Regions from separate parts of the Mus musculus genome. Here region 2 is linked to region 1. The links are chromatin contacts, called in public Hi-C maps. All regions are on one chromosome and are shown on one strand. The core of a region is the stretch at or near the end of the contact, and the rest is flanking DNA. Distances in the headings are between cores, read along the strand shown. Region 1 has its middle 41 kb from the start of Gm35851. Region 2 holds the start of Atoh1 (atonal bHLH transcription factor 1).

Evidence for each region. Hi-C and Micro-C count contacts between places; a contact is called where the count stands out from the background.
Region 2: a Hi-C map of cerebellum shows a contact between it and region 1, with 2.5 times the contacts expected there. The contact joins the promoter of Atoh1 here to the enhancer-like site in region 1. A contact is called at or near these places in 12 of 484 Hi-C or Micro-C datasets (LSK cells, Sertoli cells, cerebellum and 2 more) and 3 of 115 datasets of contacts at active chromatin or transcription factors (all in embryonic stem cells).

What each region holds. Positions count from the first base shown.
Region 1 is chr6:64,684,876-64,691,837 of GRCm38.p6, forward strand. It overlaps a transcript of Grid2 not described here. Among named protein-coding and RNA genes, the nearest start is that of Gm35851, 41 kb to the right of the region's middle. Within about 2 kb of position 3,981, at least 7 of the 459 cell types and tissues checked have an H3K27ac peak or open chromatin away from gene starts, as enhancers often do. A contact at or near this core is called in cerebellum, where this site is marked.
Region 2 is chr6:64,725,171-64,731,348 of GRCm38.p6, forward strand. Atoh1 (atonal bHLH transcription factor 1) reads left to right here and starts at 3,955. Exons shown (of 1, transcript NM_007500.5): 1 at 3,955-6,075. The coding sequence starts at 4,153. The coding sequence ends at 5,208. Gm35851 (a long non-coding RNA gene) reads right to left here and starts at 3,691. Exons shown (of 3, transcript XR_377731.4): 1 at 3,391-3,691.

The DNA.
Region 1 (6,962 bases), core at 2,731-5,230:
AAAAAATACTGATAACTTTTCTGGGATCCAACCTAGGGCCCCGTGTCAGCTAGACTTGCACCAACCACTGAGCTGTATCCCAGCCCTCCTTTTATTTGGGGGGGGGGGGGGGCGGGGGGGGGAAGGAGTGTTGCTATGCTTTCCAGGCAGAGGACTCTATAACCCAATCTGGCTTTGAATCTGAGATCCTCCTTTTTTACCCGCTCTCCAAATTAGCTGGGTCACCGTCCTGTGCTACAGTCAAAGATTTTTCATTTTTAAGGTTAATTGAGGAAGACCGCATTTTCCTTCCTGTACTGTTGTGATGCCTGCTGTCATCTGTATAGCCAGATGGTGGCGCTGTGGTTCCATAGGTTGAATTTTTAGATTTAAACTGTTATCAGTAAGTGATAACATTTTTAAAGACTAGTCTTCTTTGGGGAGAAATTTTTAAATTTGACCCATTTTACCATTAGCAACAGATAAACTGTGTGTTTAAGTCCTTTAGGGTACTTAGATGTCTGTTCCTTTATGATCATCTATTTAAAAGTTCCCCCATCTATTTGCAAGTCCCCCAAAGGTGGGTTACAGGGTCAATTCAAAGCCACACGTGCTTGCCTTTGGTTGGCTGTACTAACACTTTCATATACTCTGTCGGAGATACTGAGCCACTGTCTCCTTTTAATCTAACATTCCCAAAATGATGATGGTGTCGGCCACTAATGAAATGGGCAGTTTCCTTTCTGATCCATTTTGTTTGCAACATCCCCCTTTATCCCTGGCCAACCCACAACAGGACTCAGGCTGTATAACCCTGGTGTTAAAGGTGAGGAGTTTGGAAGACCCCTCTCCGAGTGTCCCAGGAACACAGTCTGAGGGTAATACACTGGACCAGGAACCTTTGTTTGAAATAGGCGTGGAGACAGTTTGTTCAGAAAGGCAAAGCTCTCCAGATAGGAATGGGCTTGAGAGCCGAGGGAGAAGCTCCAGAGGTTAAGAAACACAAAGCTCTTGGCACACAGCACAGGTCTCTTCCACATTTCCTACAGCTCGGGCTTTTCTTGAACATGCTCAGTTTGTTGTATGAAGTTCAGGTGGTCAAGGGCTTCCAGTCTTTTTGAGCCAACTGGCTGCTGTTCCTGCTGGTTTTGTTATTGTTGTTGTTGTTGTTGTTGTTTTAAGATAGCATCTCACTATGTAGCCCTGGCTGTCCTGGAACTCACTATGTAGAAAAGGCTGGCCTCAGTCTCAAGAGATCTGCCTATCTCTGCTTCCTAAATCCTGGAACTAAAGGTGTGTCACCACACTACACCTCATGCCAACTGACTTCTTTATATGTTAACCTTGATGTTGCTTTTTGCAGTATCTTTTCTCCTTCCATACTTTAAACATACCTTAAAAAAATATATATATATATCAGCACAGCCAGGGCTGGAGTTGCAATCCCAGGACTTGAGAGGCAGAGGCAGGAGTTTTGAGGGCAGATTTGGCTGTACAGGGAATTACAGATTCATGTAATACTTGAGACCCTGTCTCAAACCCCGAACTCTGAAAATCAGGGCATCAGGAATCAACCCACCTGTTAGAACATCATGACCAAGCAAATATACTGCAGCTGGGAAATGAAACCATGGAGGGAGTCATCACAAGGGGGCACGCGCAAGATTTGTTCTATGCAATAATGATCCATCCTGTAGCCTTCCGCCTGAGCAAGTTGCTCCAGTTGAAAAGAGATTCAGGGTAGAGCTGGATTCAGGGTCACTTACAAGTGTCACAGCCAAGGTACCACCTTTGCTACACGCGGTCACATCCACCCCAACCAGGCTCTGTCCTTCAGGTCACAAAGCCCCACTCTTTTAGATGAACTGTGTATGGATTTTGTGTATGGATTTTAGCTATAGCCCTCTGTAATGACTATGTACCCCTCCCCACTTAAATCAAATTTCATATTGACTTTCACTAATGCCAAACATATTGAAACAATAAACTGGCTTAATAACTGAAACTTCTGAATTTGATTTATTAAAGGTAACAAATAGGGGAAACAAAAATGTGTTCTACATGACAGGCTGAGCAGCCACTTGCTTTAATGGATACAAAAGTCATTATGGGACTGGAGAGATGGCTCAGAGGTTAAGAGCACTGACTGCTCTTGCAAAGGTCCTGAGTTCAATTCCAGCAGCCACATGGTGGCTCACAACCGTCTGTAATGGGATCCGATGCACACTCTACTGGTGTGTCTGAAGACAGCTACAATGTAGTCATATAAATAAAAATAAATAAATAAATAATTTTTTAAAAAATCATTGTAAATTTGCAGGAAGCCATTCCTAGCCACTTGACATTGTCCCTTCATGTTCTGAGGACATCCTGAATCAACACACCTGATAGAATATCATGCTGTTGCTACGATGGAACACCATGAACAAAAAGCAAATTGGGGAGAAAAGAGTTTATTTGGCTTACACTTCATATGGCTGTTCATGAGTTATGGAAAGAAGTCAGGACAGGAATTCAATCAGGGCAGGATCCTGGAGGCAGGAGCTGATGCAGAAGCCATGGAGAATTGCTGCTTATTGCTGGCTTGCTTCCCATGGCTTACTCTTTCTGCTTTCTTATAGAACCCAGGACCACCAGCCCAGGGATGGCACCACCCACACTGTGTCAAGTTGACATACAAAACCAGCCAGTACACACAGTAAATGAATAAATACCACGTGCGTCTCCTGGACTTAAACAGTGAACACAGACCTTTTAAAAACCGCTGCTCTTGGAGGAAGCCTGATTCCTCTTCTCCTAATTCCAGTTTGTTGGAGATAGTTAGTTGTTCACTTGGCTCTCTGTGAAGTCCACTTGATGACTCTCGGTCTCTTCTCTCAATTATTTTTCAAATCTCAATATGAAGATGTTCTTAAATGCAGAGACTTGAGTGGTCCCTTCTCACATCCCACCATGCCAGTTACACATTTCCCAGGAAAGAGACATCAACAGGATATCACTGAGTCTCATGATTTTAGCATCTCAGCCATAAAAAGGGGAAAAGCAAATATTGTTTGGTGTGTGACTGGTTTTGAGGACCCGCTTCTCCCTTTATATTATAGCTCTTCCTTTCAGACTTCATTGAAAAGGAAAGATGTGGAAAAAGATGAAATGTCAAAAGGCCGTTTGTCACTTAAGTAGTTATAATCCTAAACGAATGTGGAATTCTCTTTGAAAATATGTATGTTGTTACTTCTTCCTTAGGAAGCAAAATAAAATACGACTTAGCTAACTGCAGACTTCCTTTAGGGAAGCTGTGGACAAGATAGCCCACAATTTATTTCCATCGTGAGTGTTTCTGCAAACTACAAAATCTCACTCACAGCCGTGCTACCAGGGTGTCCCTACTCTGCGGCATAAATGATAGGTCGCTTTGAGATGGCAGGGGCAGTCTGCAGAGTTTTATTTCCAGGGAGACAGGGCAGGATTTGCTGCTATGCAGACTGAATAATGTTGGAAGCCAACATCATGTCACATTTTGTGTGCACTTTCCAAAGATTAATCCAAGCGTTACAAATGGGACACAGACTGCCATTGTCCCAGGGACACTTTAATAACCCACACCTACAATATTCAACCTGTTGTTTGCACAGGGACAACTTTGGGACACAAAAACCCACCAGAACGACTCAGGGAAGGAGGCGCGGAGAGGCAGAGCCCCAGGCGCCAGCATCTCGCCATCTCATCCTTCATGGCAAATGAGTCTGTTCAGAGTTCATTTAAGCCTGAAGGTGGGGGTCGCCGCCGCCTGCTTTCTTCAAAGCTTCTCTAGAAGTGGCGCTTGAATATGCAGCTTGCAGATTTGCTCTGTCACTTGTGTGGCACTCTGGCAGGGTTTTCCAAATGCAAGTGATTTGTGCTTCATTTTGCATAAAACAGCTCACGTGAAGTAACCCGGGTCCCCACAGTCAATCTTGCCCCAGTCTCTTTGATTGCGTTCCCCCTCCCCCTCCCCCTCTCCTCCTTAGAGTGCTAGCATCTGTTGTTCTATGACACTCTTCAGGAACGGGAGGCTAGGGAGAAAGCCGCAGGATCAGAGGATTGAATGCCAGATGAGAGGAACTCATGGTTGCTTGTCCCTAATCCATCACCTTCAAGTCCTTGCATAGAGCGCTCAAAATCACACCCCTACTTACCTTCACCAACCACTGATGACCTGCCAGGTCAGAAGGCAACCTGCTTCACACTGAGTCTCAGGCAGTAGTAAGCTACTACTACTTAGTAGTAAGGACCTACATGGGTCCTCATAGAACTGTTTGGAGAATTGCAGTTGTAATTATTTAATTTTAGAAATATGTAATGGCATTGTAAACATAACTTGTTTCTTTTCATAAAACATCGCTGTCACAATAGATTATAGCTAGACCATAGAAGGCAGGAACATCCAAATTCTAGACCAATAAATAAATAAATGAATAAATAAATAAAGTAAGTAAGTAACCCTGAAAAATCACAATAAGACAAAAAGGACTGACAGAAGCACCCTCTATGATTTCTATGCTTCCTTAATTCAATATATATTATGACTATTTTATATTATGCTTACAAAAGGAAACCAATACAAATCACTTTCACTTATTTAAAGTGTGTGTGTGTGTGTGTGTGTGTGTGTGTGTGTATGTGTTTGTAAAACCTGTATGTGATGGTTTCAGAAGTTATTCTCTCCTTCCACCATATAGGTCTGAAATTGAACTCAGGTCCTTAGGCTCCTCGGTGGCAAGCACATCTATGCACAGAGCCATCTTGCTGCCCCTTAATTTGCACTTTAATGACAAGTTCCCAATATGTAAAAAGTTACAAGAGACAGAAAACATGAGAGTATACATTTTGCTAAAGGACACTTCCCTGCAGTTTAAACTCAACCTTAGTCCTGACTAAAATAACATCAGTATATTCATCAAGATACAACACTCCATATCTATTTTAGTGTTTGCTAGACTAAAATACCATTTCATTAGGGTTCCCATATTATGTTTCACTGACATAATATTTTTATCTCTTAATTATCAGGTAAGAACAGGTTGGTTATTTTATAGAGTTAACCTTGATATGAAAGTGATGTGATTATCTCAGGAATAAGCACGTGGTGCCCTCAGTTAAGAGCTACAGAGAGGTCAAACTCAACACAAGACTATAATGGAATTCAACTAGTATCAGAAAGATCTGAGAATATAAGACAAAGGACCTACGTGGGTCCTCTGCTCAGGGCCTCACAGAGCTGTAGCAAAAGTTCTGTTAACTCCCTTTGGTTCTGGAGCCCAGAATTCACTTCCAGGACCACATGGTTGTTGGGATGCAGTTGCTTGCAGTACTGTGACAGGCATCTGTCTGTTTGTCTACCTGCTTTCCTACAGTTCCTTCCTAAGTAGCCATTTTCATGGGACCTCCCCAGCATCTGAAAGGGCTAAGGTCCCCCCAGGAGCTGCCAATCAGGGCGGGCCAACCATATACTCTGTTTGACGGACTGCTTTAAGATGTCTCATTTTAATTGTTGAACTTTTATCTATGTGTATTTAATGTGTGTGTGTGTGTGTGTGTGTGTGTGTGTGTGTGTGTGTGTGTTTAGAAGATACATATTAGATATTTCTAGAATTCTGTCCTGTACAGAGGAAAACTGAAGCAGAAATGCCAGGGAGAAACTGGGAGTATTTGGAAGGGAAAAAAAAAAAAAGGGAAATGTTTTTCTTAAAAAATAAAACAGAATGGTGGGACAAGTTATTGGTTTGGGCAGACTGCACTTGGTAAAAGGGGACAGAGAGAAGGTCACAGGTTTCCAGAGGAACAATCTGGGGATCCCAGGATTCCCAAAGGATCCTGTTTCCACTAAATGATCAGAAGCAGCAAAGCCATTAGAACTGAAAGCAACACCATCGCAGCCTGGGGCGTGAGCAGTTCCCTGAGATGCTAGTGTGGGTTCCCACGCAGAGGCTTCTCCTACATCAATAGTTGTGTGTAAAAATGCAGCACGCTGTCATACATTCAGTAAGTCAGTGTGAGAAGTGAACGTCACCTATAGTCATCATGAATTGTGAGTTACACACACACAACACACACACACACACACACACGTCTCAGTCCACATTAGAGACAGTCAAGAATAGCATAATATGGCCCTTGCTCTCTTGCCCTGTCCTCTTGATGCTTACCCTCTCTCTATTCCTTCCCCTATCCCCTCTCTCTGCATGCTCATGGCTGGCCTCTACTCCTCTATTCTCTCTCTCTCTCTCTCTCTCTCTCTCTCTCTCTCTCTCTCTCTCTCAACTCCCCTCCCCATGTCCTGAATAAACTCTATTCTATACTTAAAAACAAACAAACAAAAAAAAAAAACAGCATACTATGGAACATGTGTTCCCACTGTGTGATAGTGTTCCCACTTTTCCACAGCTTGGAGATTTCAGTCTGTTGTTATGTATTCAACTGTCACATCCTAGACCAGTGATTCTCAACCCATCCTGTAGATAGAATGACTCTTTCACAGGGGTCACCTAACCCCATCAGAAAACACAGATATTTATATTACAGTTCATAACAATGGCAAAATTACAGTAGTAATGAAGATAATTTTATGGCTGGGAACCACCACAACATGAGGAAGTATATTAAAGGGTCACAGCGTTCAGAAAGTTGAGAACTAGTGTCCTAGAGCAAGACTGAAGACCTGGGATCAGTCACAGATTGCATGCTGTTAGTGTGGAAGTCTGCTAGACTAGGAACCTAAGTGACAGCAACTCCCTCCTTTTATATCCCAAGAGTAGGAAAAGGATAGGAAGACAAAGGAGGGGGCACATCCATGGCTACCTCACTGGGAAATGGGAGGCCAAACTCTCTATCCTGTCCCTGAAAGGTGGACTACCTTGACCACACACAGTCCCAGACCTCTCAACTGTTAACTGGTTTCCATATTACTAGCTCTATGAATACTGGCCTCACAGTGATGTTGGAGC
Region 2 (6,178 bases), core at 2,705-5,204, 40 kb after region 1:
GGGCCTTGCAAACACAGAAGTGGATGCTCACAGTCAGCTATTAGATGGATCACAGGGCTCCCAATGGAGGAGCTAGAGAAAGTACCCAAGGAGCTAAAGGGTTCTGCAAGGCCATAGGTGGAACAACAATATGAACTAATCAGTACCCCGGAGCTCTTGACTCTAGCTGCGTAAGTATCAAAAGATGGCCTAGTTGGCCATCACTGGAAAGAGAGGCCCATTGGACACACAAACTTTATATGCCCCAGTACAGGGGAACGCCAGGGCCAAAAAAATGGGAATGGGTGGTTAGGGAAGTAGGGGGGGAAGGGTATGGTGGACTTTTGGGATAGCATTGGAAATGTAATTGAGGAAAATACGCAATAAAAAAAGAATGAATTTATGAAATTCCTAGGCAAATGGATGGACCTGGAGGGCATCATCCTGAGTGAGGTAACCCAATCACAAAGGAACTCACACAATATATACTCACTGATAAGTGGATATTAGCCCAAAACTTAGGCTACCCAAGATATAAGATACAATTTGCTAAACGCTTGAAACTCTAGAAGAACAAAGACCAAAGTGTGGACACTATGCCCCTCCTTAGAAGCGGGAACAAAACACCCATGGAAGGAGTTACAGAGACAAAGTTTGGAGCTGAGACAAAAGAATAGACCATCTAGAGACTGCCATATCCAGGGATCCACCCCATAATCAGCTTCCAAACGCTGACACCATTGCATACACTAGCAAGATTTTGCTGAAAGGACCCAGATATAGCTGTCTCTTGTGAGACTCTGCCGGGGCCTAGCAAACACAGAAGTGGATGCTCACAGTCAGCTATTAGATGGATCACAGGGCTCCCAATGGAGGAGCTAGAGAAAGTACCCAAGGAGCTAAAGGGTTCTGCAAGGCCATAGGTGGAACAACAATATGAACTAATCAGTACCCCGGAGCTCTTGACTCTAGCTGCGTAAGTATCAAAAGATGGCCTAGTTGGCCACCACTGGAAAGGGAGGCCCATTGGACACACAAACTTTATATGCCCCAGTACAGGGGAACGCCAGGGCCAAAAAAATGGGAATGGGTGGGTAGGGAATTGCGGGGGAGGGTATGGTAGACTTTTGGGATAGCATTGGAAATGTAATTGAGGAAAATACGTAATAAATTAATAAAAAAATAAATACATTTAGGTGTTTAAATCACACGCTTATCTGTATCTATTTATATGTCACTTACCCATGTGTATTCAAAACTTTAAATTCAAATAAAAATCTGAAATTTTAACCCAAGCTCTGTGTAAATTTATAAATTTATAACTAGATCTCTGATTTTTTTTTCTCAAGAATTTATTTCTCTATCTAATTTTTGTAAGTAATTTGGTATCCTCACAGAGCAAAGGCTTCAAGCTGAGCTGCTATTCTACCAGCCAGCACCCATAAATATTCACTCCACTCTGTGTTCTGACACCCCAATCCAAACCTTCCCCGGGGACACTCTGTTCACACTAAGCAGGCTGCAATCCCATGGACACGCTCTGGCCTATGTTACTCAGCTAATGGAAAGGAGAAGGGGAAAGGGAAGAGAAACAGATCCATAGTCAAAACCAGAGAAATATCATACCACTAATCACAGAAATGTACATACAGTCCCTAGAAGTCCTAAAATAATCCATTTCTTTACAAAATAATTGAGATGTGCTCTTTAAAAAGAAATTACATTAGTGAGTGTTGTGTAAATCTGATAAATTAAGACCAGTGGCATGAAAAGTGTTGCACAAACATTTGTCTATATTCCTTGAGTTTTTCTGAGCATAAAGAAAAACAAGTATTTGGAAGTTTTGTGGTTAAATTTAAAATGCAAATAAAATACCTGGAGGATAGAAATCCCAGGAAAATTTGAGCGCCCTGCACATTTAGTACTGACATCTTGTGGAAAAACTTCTACCTTTCAGCTAACAGGTCAGAGAGTCACCAAATGAAGAACAAAGCCGTCATGGCTACCTAACCTTTCCAGGCTCTCACGTTGTCTTTCATACACAATTGATGATGTTGGGTCCCTCGGTTACTGGAAAGTCTTGCTTTTCAGATTGTACTTGACAGTTAGTAAAGCTAGGTACAGTGTTGGTTGATTTCAACAGTACCCAGACCAGTCTCCAAAAATACAGAAGAATGCTGTACCCGCCAAATAAAGGCATTATTACCTTTTCCTTTATTGTTGTCGATGGTTGTCTTTTAGGTTTGGAGGGTACTTCCTGATTTACCTGTCTACCCCCCACCCCATCTATTGTTAGAGTATTTATTTCTGCAGAGCTTACACTCTTTAAGAAAAGGGCTCCTCTGATCTTTCTGTCAGCATTGGAAGGCCCGGAACTGTTCTTTATACAGTAGCAAATGGGCACACTGGAAATAGAGAAACAGGTGAAGTCTGACGATAACTTTGAACTCTCTTCTGTCCTTCTCTATCTTGTGAGATATAAACACTAGTTTACTCCAGCCGCTGAAATCCTTCGCACAAGGAGCTCCAGATGGCAGGTTGGATCAGGTCCCTGCTAGCGGAACATTTCAACGGCACTGGACCCTGCAAAGACAGGTTCCAGGGAGCTTTCTGCGGTACCATCTGCCGGAAGACGAAAGTCCTCCTAGAGTAGCAACCACCCTGAAAATCGAAAGCACCAGCCACAGTTGCCACCCACTCTGGTGCCCCAGGGACGAAGAAAGCCCAAACTGGAGAGCACTAGGAGCAAGCTGGGGCGTGTCCCGAGCCAGGAAGTTTCTGATTGGCTCTTTGTGGTAAACTACCAGGCGGAGGGCTAAAGAGGTAGGAGGGGAGCGGTTTATAGAGGGAGTGAACACCCTAACTAAACAGAGCGGGACAGGTGGGTTTGACTGTGGTTTCTGGGCGTTTGCGCAAGAAGCCACGCGCACTAGTAAACCGGGGCCTCCCGAGGCAGCAGTTTCAAAATGCCCAGAATCACAAAGAACCCAAAGACCTTTTGCACTAATTCCGGCAGCCTCCTGTGGCTCTGCGTTTATGAGTCCTACGCTGTGAGTTTTGAAACTGTTTGCATGATCCCTTGCGATAGCTCAGCGTAGCGCGATATCCTCCGCGAAGGGCTTTTGCAGACTGAGACCCTAACGGGCTCTAAGAAACACGCTCAAAGGCTCCTGGGGCAATCCCGATTTTGGTATGTCATAACTATACCGCAGCTTTACTTTCCATTAAAAAAAAAAAAGACTACATGAAAAAAAATCCAAGTACTATGTGGACCAAGAGATGCAGACAAAGTCAAAATTAAGAAATACGTTCCCAGAAGCGAATGGTTTTCACCTTGTTCTGATTTTTGATTAGACGCCACTTAACACTTCTACAAATTAAATGTGCAATAGGTAAGAGCTATATACACACCTCTCTATATGTATTTCTGTCACATTGCACATGGGCGATTTTACGAGTTTCTTGAGAGCTGTGATCCAGGCTTGGAGGGATCTCAGGCCAGGCGGGCTACTCCAGTTGGTGCCCCGAAGGCTCTAGGCGCGTCCAGCTTGGCCGGGAGCCGCCTACCCTGGGTCTCATCTGAGCTGGGGCCGCTAGGACACCAGCCGGGAGCCCGCTTCTTCTCCCCTCCCACCCCCCATTCCCCTCACTCAGGTCGCCTGGGAGGTGACACCCTCAGGAGTCGAATTACAGCCCCACAATTAACATATGAATTTCCAGAACTGACTAGAGGGACAAGGGGGAATTTTTTTTTCTTTTTTTTTTTTTTTCCAGAGCCAGAGCTGAACTCCTCGGCACACAGTAACTTTTCACTGGGTGTAAAAACTCTTTGATTGGCTCCTCGCACGCGCCTGCCCGCCCCCTTCTTTGACTGGGCAGACACGCGACTGGCGCAAGGAGGGGGCTGGGAGGGGAGCCGGGGGAGATACACTGGCGCGTGCCGCTTTTTAAAGGGGCGCAGCGCCTTCAGCAACCGGAGAAGCTTCGTTGCACGCGACCTGGTGTGCGATCTCCGAGTGAGAGGGGGAGGGTCAGAGGAGGAAGGAAAAAAAATCAGACCTTGCAGAAGAGACTAGGAAGGTTTTTGTTGTTGTTGTTCGGGGCTTATCCCCTTCGTTGAACTGGGTTGCCAGCACCTCCTCTAACACGGCACCTCCGAGCCATTGCAGTGCGATGTCCCGCCTGCTGCATGCAGAAGAGTGGGCTGAGGTAAAAGAGTTGGGGGACCACCATCGCCATCCCCAGCCGCACCACGTCCCGCCGCTGACGCCACAGCCACCTGCTACCCTGCAGGCGAGAGACCTTCCCGTCTACCCGGCAGAACTGTCCCTCCTGGATAGCACCGACCCACGCGCCTGGCTGACTCCCACTTTGCAGGGCCTCTGCACGGCACGCGCCGCCCAGTATCTGCTGCATTCTCCCGAGCTGGGTGCCTCCGAGGCCGCGGCGCCCCGGGACGAGGCTGACAGCCAGGGTGAGCTGGTAAGGAGAAGCGGCTGTGGCGGCCTCAGCAAGAGCCCCGGGCCCGTCAAAGTACGGGAACAGCTGTGCAAGCTGAAGGGTGGGGTTGTAGTGGACGAGCTTGGCTGCAGCCGCCAGCGAGCCCCTTCCAGCAAACAGGTGAATGGGGTACAGAAGCAAAGGAGGCTGGCAGCAAACGCAAGGGAACGGCGCAGGATGCACGGGCTGAACCACGCCTTCGACCAGCTGCGCAACGTTATCCCGTCCTTCAACAACGACAAGAAGCTGTCCAAATATGAGACCCTACAGATGGCCCAGATCTACATCAACGCTCTGTCGGAGTTGCTGCAGACTCCCAATGTCGGAGAGCAACCGCCGCCGCCCACAGCTTCCTGCAAAAATGACCACCATCACCTTCGCACCGCCTCCTCCTATGAAGGAGGTGCGGGCGCCTCTGCGGTAGCTGGGGCTCAGCCAGCCCCGGGAGGGGGCCCGAGACCTACCCCGCCCGGGCCTTGCCGGACTCGCTTCTCAGGCCCAGCTTCCTCTGGGGGTTACTCGGTGCAGCTGGACGCTTTGCACTTCCCAGCCTTCGAGGACAGGGCCCTAACAGCGATGATGGCACAGAAGGACCTGTCGCCTTCGCTGCCCGGGGGCATCCTGCAGCCTGTACAGGAGGACAACAGCAAAACATCTCCCAGATCCCACAGAAGTGACGGAGAGTTTTCCCCCCACTCTCATTACAGTGACTCTGATGAGGCCAGTTAGGAAGGCAACAGCTCCCTGAAAACTGAGACAACCAAATGCCCTTCCTAGCGCGCGGGAAGCCCCGTGACAAATATCCCTGCACCCTTTAATTTTTGGTCTGTGGTGATCGTTGTTAGCAACGACTTGACTTCGGACGGCTGCAGCTCTTCCAATCCCCTTCCTCCTACCTTCTCCTTCCTCTGTATGTAGATACTGTATCATTATATGTACCTTTACGTGGCATCGTTTCATGGTCCATGCTGCCAATATGCTGCTAAAATGTCGTATCTCTGCCTCTGGTCTGGGTTTCACTTATTTTATACCTTGGGAGTTCATCCTTGCGTGTTGCGCTCACTCACAAATAAGGGAGTTAGTCAATGAAGTTGTTTCCCCAACTGCTTGAGACCCGCATTGGGTACTTTACTGAACACGGACTATTGTGTTGTTAAAATGCAGGGGCAGATAAGAGTATCTGTAGAGCTTAGACACCAAGTGTGTCCAGCAGTGTGTCTAGCGGACCCAGAATACACGCACTTCATCACTGGCCGCTGCGCCGCCTTGAAGAAACTCAACTGCCAATGCAGAGCAACTTTTGATTTTAAAAACAGCCACTCATAATCATTAAACTCTTTGCAAATGTTTGTTTTTGCAAATGAAAATTAAAAAAAAACATGTAGTGTCAAAGGCATTTGGTCAATTTTATTTTGCTTTGTTAACATTAGAAAAGTTATTTATTATTGCGTATTTGGACCCATTTCTACTTAATTGCCTTTTTTTTACATTTTCTACTCGAGATCGTTTTATTTTGATTTAGCAAATCCAGTTGCCATTGCTTTATGTATGTATGCTCTTTTACAAATGATAAAATAAACTCGGAAAAAAAAAACCTTTTCGTTGTCACGTGTTCTAGTCCAGTAAAGCATTAAAAATAAGTTGTAAGTGGTAGAAATGATGTGATTTGCTGTTTTAAAGAATGTTGCAAATCTAGTAT